Linked DNA regions of Mus musculus: regions 2 and 3 are each linked to region 1. A link is a contact called in public HiChIP or PLAC-seq and promoter capture Hi-C data. All regions are on one chromosome and are shown on one strand. Each heading gives the region's core, a stretch centred on a gene start, on an enhancer-like site or on the middle of the called end of the contact. The rest is flanking DNA. Distances are from core to core; before and after follow the strand shown.

Region 1 (2,656 bases), core at 106-2,605:
CTTTCTTTCTTTTTTTAATGGACAAAAAAATGTAAGGGTAATCTCAAATAGCTTCACAGAGACCACAGGTTGTACTCAAAACCTCCCTGCCCCCTTCCTGAAAAACAACAACAACCACAACAACACCCCCACCCTTTGCTCATGCCATAGTGCCGTAATCCACTTTAGGTGGTCTGTTTATTTACTTATTTATTTATTTGTTGTTGTTGTTTGTTTCTTTGAACTCACTTAGGCAGATGGATCTGTCTTGTTTTGTTTTGTTCCTATAATGTTCTTGGAACACACAGAAATAGCTTCTCTGCAACAGGCAGCAGCTGTAAATAAATGTCTTTCTCTGCATGTGCCACCCCCCACCCGCCACCCCACTGAGCCTGGAAGAAGGCCACACTGGGGTTTTTTGCAATTGTATATCCAGGACCCACTACTGCATCAACTGGAATAATGCTGCCCCTACCTTGCATTTACCACATATAAAAATTACTTCTCAGAATTCCCCTTAACGGGTATAGGCTCAGAGAAGTGATGTGGCTGACTGGCATTAAGCAAATGTTCCAGAGGGATGGTTAACAATTGGAGTCCCTCAAGGTAGGACTCACTGTCCCCCTTCCCCCAACTCAAATCTTAAAGACTCCCGAGGCAGCATAAGACTATAAACCACAAAAAACGATCCCAGGGAGGATGAAAAAGAAAAAAACAAACCAAAACCAAACCAAAAAACTGTGAACAAATGGATTATGGTTCTATAAAGGTCATCCTTACGAAAGGGGAAATGTTTCCTAGAGAGGTATAGGGCTCATGAAGAGCCCAAGAGTACTCACTCAGGCATAAGACAACATCCCTGGGGATGGGAAGACAAGGACCCTGGACACCTCCAATCCACGCTCCTCCCGAAGCTGGCCTACTGGGCACCTGACCACATCCTTGCGAGGGTCCAACCTCTGAAGATGCACTCCAGCCAGGAGTGAGGCTGCCCGCCCATCCCTCCCCCAGCACGATGCCGCAGCCACTCGCTGGGGAGGCCGAGGCGGGGGCGGCCGGTACCTAGCTCGGCCACGGTTGCGGCGCAGCCGGACAGTAGGAACTTGCTCGTCCGGGGCCATCTCTGCGTGAGCGGCAGCAGCTTCTCCTCCTCGGCGATAGGCATTCAGCAGCAAGTCAGGACCACTGGGCACCGCTGGTCGCCTGGGAACCTGCCACCCTGCCGGCGCCGCCCCTTTTCAGCCCGAGAGAGGTCAGGTCAGGACCATGTGCCTTTATTACGCTCTGCAAAGGCGCCGCCCGCCTGGTAGCTGGACCGGTCCGGCGGCCTCAGGTGCTGAAAAACAAAGCCGCACCCAAGAGGCTTCTGGGAAATGTAGTTCTTGGGGGCTCAGCGACTTCTCTGATTGGCTGGTAGCTAGGCGCCCGCTGCAAACAGCTAGTTTACTCGAGCTCCGCCGCCTCAGGATGTGTTCCCGCCTCCTCCGTCCCAGCCCAGCCCAGCCCAGTTCAAATCAAAGCTTTTTTTTTTTTTTTTTTTTTTTTTTTTTTTCTCATAATTTGAAAGCCGTGGGAAGGTGGAAGATAGCCACAATGCAAAAATCACACAAAAACTGGGGCGGGGCAAAGGAACCACAGTTACGCAAGAGAATTTGTTTAAAAAGTTTCTCGGCTCAGAGTTTGCAAAACTGGGCGCATTTTCCTCAGTCGGCGGGGGACTAGGAGATTCCCCTGGAGAAGGACGTTTTCAAACGTCTGTTGATTCTGGAAGATGGGCATTATGGAGTTATTCTCACCAATAGCAATCGCCGTTCTGGGAAGCTGTGTTCTTTTCTTATTCTCTCGGTTGAAGAATTTGCTTGGACCCCCGTGCATCCAAGGCTGGATTCCCTGGATTGGAGCTGGACTTGAGTTTGGGAAAGCCCCTCTTGAATTTATAGAAAAAGCAAGAATCAAGGTATGTAGCAGTGACAGGGAGTTTGGAGGGAGGTAGTATTTCCTTTTCTAATTTTTCTTTTATTAAACTCAGTGTTGGAACATTGGGCATACACATACTTCCGGCAATTCGTCTACTCTGTTTCTCTACATACCTTGTTGGAAATAGTCAGGTCTTTTGACTGTTAGTAATTCCCTGCAGTTAATTCTAAGTGGGTGTTTATTAACATTGCAGATGTAAGCTTGTAGTTTGGGGGCGGCGACAGAAGAGTTTCCATGATTTCAGTTTGTGAAAACGAGTAATAAATTTGTATCACAAGTAGAGGTAACTCTACGATTTTATAAAACTTGATTTGCTAAATTGATCTTTACAGATTAAAAGCTCCCCAATATTCTTTCTTTCTCTCCCCATCCCTACCACCAGATACTATTTTATTGGTGAGTTCCTCCCTCCCTTATTCCCTGCCCTGAGGAAATAAGTAATGGATTCCACTGTAAGGGTTTTTTTTTTTTTTTTTTTTCCCATAAAGCAGCTACTGAATGTTGAACAGTTTAGAGAAGGCACTTTTACTGGCTGGCCTTTTAATTTCTATTCATATTTTGGCGGCCAAGATCTTACTGTGGTTTTGGTTGGGAAGCCAGCATGGTGGATGAAGTGCTTTCTGCAGCAACCACAAAAACCTGAGTCCATACCTCAACCCCTCCAGGTTCAGTGAGAGAGGCTTTGTCTCAAAAACTGAGG
Region 2 (2,656 bases), core at 98-2,597, 450 kb after region 1:
ATTCCTGCTTCCTTTCCTGCTACACACTGTCTAGTCTCTACTGGGAAGCCAGACAGTTTTGCAATTGAAAATTCACTTACTGTGGCTCAGCTACTTTGTTCTAGTGCTATGTACTAGGCATAATTGGCTTCAGTTTTTTCCTTATTCTCAAGAATGTTTTACATGTATACAAAGATATATGATCATATCCATGCTTCATTTCCTTTTCCAACTCTCCCTTTAGCCCAGCAGCTGTCAATTGCTTTGAGATCTCTTTGCTTTCTTGGCTGATGTCCCATGTCTTCTTATCTGAGTATTTTCTTCCCAGTTTGCTGCTGTATACCATCATCCTTGACAAACAGCCTCTTCCTCATTTTTGCTTGAGAACTTTGGCCTTCATCCCATCATCAGTTTTTCTCCATATGTAGCTTTGTGGGTCTCACTTGCATTTTGCCATATTCATTAAATCTCTATATTAGCAGAAATCATCTTGGTAAACTGTTAAGGATTTCAGATGTTTTTAAAGCAGCAATTTTCAATACGTAGAACCAAATTTACAAGTATACAATGTATAACAGTTGTTTAAAGGTAAGGTAGACCAAGCTAAAAAACTGTTTATGTGCAAAGGCTTCCAGGAAAAAACATATAGAGGCCATGTTTTGTTTGTTTATTTGCTTGTTTGTTTTAAAAATCTTAATTATGGATTCTGCTAAAACTAGTTATGTGACTATAGGCATATTAGCCTCTTGAAGTTTCTGTCAGTCCCCTTAGAGAATGGAAATGTGCACGCCATCCTGTGTGTGTGTGTGTGTGTGTGTGTGTGTCTGTGTCTGTGTGTGTGTGTCTGTGTGTGTGGTGCGGCAGCTCGCCACTTCTCGAGGTTCCTTCTACTGTGGCCTGGTTGCAGGCTGGTTGGCGAGCCTGGCAATAATTTCTCCAGGATTGAACTACAGCTGCCTGGTGTCTGCTTGCTGGAAGGACTGGACTGTAGCTGCCAGTTCGCATTTGGTATCTGCTTGCCTAGAGGACTGGTCTGCAACTGCTGAGTTGTATTTGGTGTTTGCTACAGGACCAAACTGCTGCCAAAGAAGCTCAACCTCACCCCCAAAGAACTCTTATGAACAGGCCCACTTCCCCCATATCCTAATAACGTTTCTCTTCCATTACCTCTGCTGGGCGGTGGGCGAGAGGAGAGGTTGAACCCTTATTGAAGTAGGTTGCAAAAATATATGCCTACAGATTTCTCATTTGGTTTACGTTTGGTTCTGTTTTGCTTTTTCCCTAGCCACTTGACGTTTCCACGTGTCACAGCTCTGACCTCAGCAACTGAAGTCAGAAAGAAGGCAAAGATTGCAAGGCAGACAAAGCAAGGGTTGAGGCGGGTAGCAAACAGAAGCACATTGTCATGGCAAATATCTGCCTAGCGTGTATGCAGATCTAAGACCATGGCCTAAATCACACCATACCAAGGTGAGGAGCTGGGCGGCAACTCACCAGAGCGGTTAAAGAGAGTGCCGGCCCTCCTCTTTAGGGCAGGCTTTTAGACCACCAGGACGATCTGTTCTGCCCTTCATGTCAATGAGGAAATATGCCCATCAGTGAGTCCCACTCTCCAGCACTTGAGCACACAGCAAACGCCAGCCACATGGCCAGTGGACATCCACAGCCCCCATAATCCATCCCCCCACCCTGAGTTTTAAAGATGTTCACAGCCTTTGCATACTCTAGAACTTCACAGAAATGAAAGTAAAAATTTCCCACAATCCTCTCACCTGTGTTTTTCTAAAAAGTATGCATTGACTCCTTTTCCCCCCTGTGAACACAGAAGAAACCACTGCCTGTGCACATGTCAGTGTGCAGTGATAATCTTTCTAGAAAGTTCTGGCTTCCTGCCGCGGTCGCTTTACTCCAGGAAATTGTGACGTCCCGATTGTTCCTCCAAAGCTTTGAGAACAGCCAGGTGACTGCCTTGCCCCAAGCATTATACCTGTAGCGAGGATAAATTGCGCATCTTTCCCGAGTTTGATCTTTGAGCTAGCCCAACTTTTATTAGGTTTCAACCTCTCAAATTGAAATCTTGTGGTGGAACCTGTCTAGGAAGTTTGACGTTTCTAACCACAGTTTAACCACATTCTTTGCTCTCACCTCCTGACCTTTCGACCAGGAAAGAGAGCCACCAGTTGCTGGTGCTCCCTCCCACACCTAGTTAGCTGGGTCCTGGAGGCATCTTCCCAGCGGGGCATCTCTGAGCTTGGTGGCTCTGCACTGGCAGTGGGCCCTGCTCAGCAAAGAAAGAACAATATGGACTCTGTTCTCAATTAGTGTGTAACCCTCGGGGCAGGCACAGGCTCACTCCTGCTCCCCTGTACTTTAATGGCCTAGTCTGATGTTCCTACAGCTCGGGGCCAGGTGGGGCAAGAGCCCAGAAACAGGAGAGCACCTTGCATTCCCTGGACAAGCTGCGGAGACCTTCTAACAACAGTCCTTCCAAAGGCCGTGGTTCCTCCCTCCTCCCAGACTTGGAATAAGGAATACTGGCATAATTCTGTTTTTGTTTTTTGTTTGACTCCTTCAGTGCTACTACCTCTGAAATATCAAACATAAAGCTTTTTCCAGAAGGAACTGGCATTTGCCCTAAGCACATGATACTGATACTGCCTAGGAGGTAATGTGGATC
Region 3 (2,656 bases), core at 107-2,606, 370 kb after region 1:
TTCTAATCATCAAGTAGAGGCTCACATTACAGACCTAGGACAGCAGGCACGATTCCTGGGCAGGGTGGTTTCTAGGTTGTGATCCTTGTAGGAAGGCAAGATTTAAGGAACTCTTAGAGAGAGGTGAGATGGTTCCAAATAATAGCAGCAGATAGGCCGAGTGTAAGAATATAGACACCATGATTAGGCGAGAACTGGTAAGTCACTCTGACAAAGCACACGGAGAGTGGGTGAATTCAGGAAAAGACTGCTGAGAGGTGACACAGAATCTTCTTGACTAGTTCAAGGACATCTGAACTTGGTGAGACTTGGGGAGTTGGTCACCAAGATACAATCTAGAAGATACTACCTTTAGAAGTCCTTTCTCTGTTGAGTCCTGAAGGATGGGCTGTAAGGAGTGAGGTTTCAGGGGAAGATGGAGATGCTAACAGTTATGGAGACAGTACAGGCTGTAGACCCACCTTCTCTTGTACATGGAGATTGTGTTGCTTCTACTGGTCTATGCTGTTAAGGCACAAATGTTGTTTGACTACACTGTGCATTCAGCAATGGGGAAGACCATGGGAGAGGCTCAAGAAATACCTACTGAGGTGAAATGAAGACATATAGATGCCAGGGAGTGACTTGATTGTAAAACAGGGAACCAGAGGCAATTTTTATAAGGACAACATTTAATTGGGACTGGCTTACAGGTTCAGAGGTTCAGTCCATTATCAAGACAGGAGCATGGCAATGTCCAGCCAAGCATGGTGCAGGAGGAGCTGAGAGTTCTATATCTTCATCTGAAGGCTGCTAGAAGAGTGGCTCTTACATGGTTAGGAGGAAGGTCTCTTTGCCCACCCCCACAGTGACATACTTCCTCCAACAAAGCCGCCCCTCCTAATAGTGCCACTCATTGGGCCAAGCATATTCAAACCACCACAAACAACAGCCAAAGGTGGATGTGCAAGAGGGACAATATCTATGAATGTCCTCTAGGCTGCATATGCTCATGTACACATATGCATATCTATATACCTATGTACCCCCAAGCCAAAGAGACAGTGAGAGGGAGAGAGGGGGGCGAGGGAGAGAGAGAGAGAGAGACAGAGACAGAGAGAGAGACACAGAGAGAGGGACAGAGAGAGAGAGACAGAGAGAGAGAGAGAGACAGAGAGACAGAGAGAGAGACAGAGAGAGAGACAGAGAGAGACAGAGAGAGAGAATGAAAGACTCTTGGGATTATGGCCTTAATGATCACCAACCAGTCACTCACTAACCACTGAAGATTCCGGACAAGCAATAATCCATGCCTATTATACCCCAGAGCTGTGGTTGTGTGAATCATACATCTGGAGGAGAATTTAAAGACTATCTCTGCCAAAACATGTTTGACTCAAGATTACTCAGCCATTAGCAGCAAGTCCTGGGATCAAACAGTAACAGGTCTGACTAACTGGCTGTGTTAGTCAGCTCTCTGTCACTGAGACAAGACACCTAAACTAATCAGTCAATGAAGTTGATTTGGGCTTATGGCTTCAGAGCCTTTGGTCCATGCTCACTTGGTGCTGTGAAGCACAGTTGTCAGGAGGGAACCATGTAAAAGTAATTTTTAAATCTGTTTTTTCCTTTTGGTCCTTTAGTCCCCATCAATAACAACTTTAAGACATTTATTATTATTATTATTATTATTATTATTATTATTATTATTATTATTATTTCTAGGCCATAAGCTTTGGCTCATTCCCTGACTAGCTCGTAACTTATTTAGCCCATTTAAACTATTCTATGTCTATGTGGTTAGTTACCTCTTCTTTAGTCCCAGCCCACTTCTTCCTTAGAATCTCCTCAGTATCTGCATGCTGGTTTACGCCCATCTTCTTGGTCTTGAATCTCATCTCTCTTGGCTCTCCCCTGTGTCTCTCTTTCATTTCCTACTATTTTCCAGAATCCCCTCTCTTCCTGCCAGTGCCTCACCCCCTATTTCTGCCTCAGCTCATTAGCCGTCAGCTTATTTATTGACGAGTGATATTGATAAGAGAATCTTTCTACAGAACCATGATGGAGAAGGCAGACCCACTTACCTCATGGAGGTCAGGAAGCAAAAAAGGAGAGAGAAGAGGGCCGGGGTCTGATCATCACCTTCAGGAGCATATCCTCAATGGTCTAACTTCCTTCTGTGATGCTTCAGCTCTTGAATGTTCTCTCATGTCCAAGGGCATGGCAACCTGAGCTTTTGGAGGGCACTGAGGAGCCAGAGCATTACAGTGCTTGCTGTCCTGAGAAAGGTTAAATGGCTTATTTGTGGTTGGCTAGTTGATAGTGGACAGATGGCAGTTGAATATTTGATAGATGTTAGCTAGGACACAATGACAGACAGGCCTTATTCCATCTGATGTCAGATCGCAGGCTTCCCAATGCACCAAAACATGTTTGACCTATTTCCTTTGCAAACCTTACTAAAGCAGCTTTTAAGACTCTTTCCTGAGGGAGAGGAAGGACAAAAGGAACCAGAGGGGTCAAGGACACCACAGGAAAACCCAAAGAATCAACTAACTTAGGCTCACAGGGGCTCAGAGAAACAGAACTGACAACTAGGGAGCCTGCATGAGTCTGACCTAGGTATGTGTTATAGTTGTAAAGCTTGGTCTTCTTGTAGAACTCCTAACAGTGGGAG

The links. Promoter capture Hi-C pulls out the DNA fragments that hold promoters and counts their contacts. HiChIP or PLAC-seq counts read pairs in DNA pulled down with a chosen protein or histone mark.
Region 2: a contact with region 1 is called in a promoter capture Hi-C map of hematopoietic stem and progenitor cells, with 2.2 times the contacts expected there. The contact joins the enhancer-like site here to the promoter of Slc25a27 in region 1. A contact is called at or near these places in 12 of 39 promoter capture datasets (the 3T3-L1 cell line, 3T3-L1-derived adipocytes, the C10 cell line and 7 more), 1 of 15 datasets of contacts at CTCF or cohesin (the NIH/3T3 cell line), 2 of 115 datasets of contacts at active chromatin or transcription factors (embryonic stem cells and forebrain) and 1 of 9 other capture datasets (embryonic stem cells).
Region 3: a contact with region 1 is called in a FOXA1 HiChIP or PLAC-seq map of pancreatic cancer cells. The contact joins the enhancer-like site here to the promoter of Slc25a27 in region 1. A contact is called at or near these places in 5 of 39 promoter capture datasets (3T3-L1-derived adipocytes, the C10 cell line, cranial neural crest and 2 more), 1 of 15 datasets of contacts at CTCF or cohesin (the NIH/3T3 cell line), 4 of 115 datasets of contacts at active chromatin or transcription factors (cardiomyocytes, embryonic forebrain, embryonic stem cells and 1 more) and 3 of 9 other capture datasets (adipose tissue, embryonic stem cells and pancreatic islet).

The regions. Positions count from the first base shown.
Region 1 is chr17:43,665,859-43,668,514 of GRCm38.p6, forward strand. It overlaps Slc25a27 (solute carrier family 25, member 27), which reads right to left and starts at 1,356. Exons shown (of 9, transcript NM_001357122.1): 1 at 1,042-1,356. The coding sequence starts at 1,144. Cyp39a1 (cytochrome P450, family 39, subfamily a, polypeptide 1) reads left to right here and starts at 1,514. Exons shown (of 12, transcript NM_018887.4): 1 at 1,514-1,936. The coding sequence starts at 1,751.
Region 2 is chr17:44,119,729-44,122,384 of GRCm38.p6, forward strand. Gm34917 (predicted gene, 34917) reads left to right here. Exons shown (of 4, transcript NR_167720.1): 2 at 1,265-1,449; 3 at 2,555-2,656. Among named protein-coding and RNA genes, the nearest start is that of Enpp4, 15 kb to the left of the region's middle. Within about 2 kb of position 1,348, at least 58 of the 459 cell types and tissues checked have an H3K27ac peak or open chromatin away from gene starts, as enhancers often do. A contact at or near this core is called in hematopoietic stem and progenitor cells, where this site is marked.
Region 3 is chr17:44,033,830-44,036,485 of GRCm38.p6, forward strand. All of the region lies in intron 4 of Rcan2 (regulator of calcineurin 2), which reads left to right. Among named protein-coding and RNA genes, the nearest start is that of Gm34857, 8.6 kb to the right of the region's middle. Within about 2 kb of position 1,357, at least 18 of the 459 cell types and tissues checked have an H3K27ac peak or open chromatin away from gene starts, as enhancers often do. A contact at or near this core is called in the NIH/3T3 cell line and pancreatic cancer cells, where this site is marked.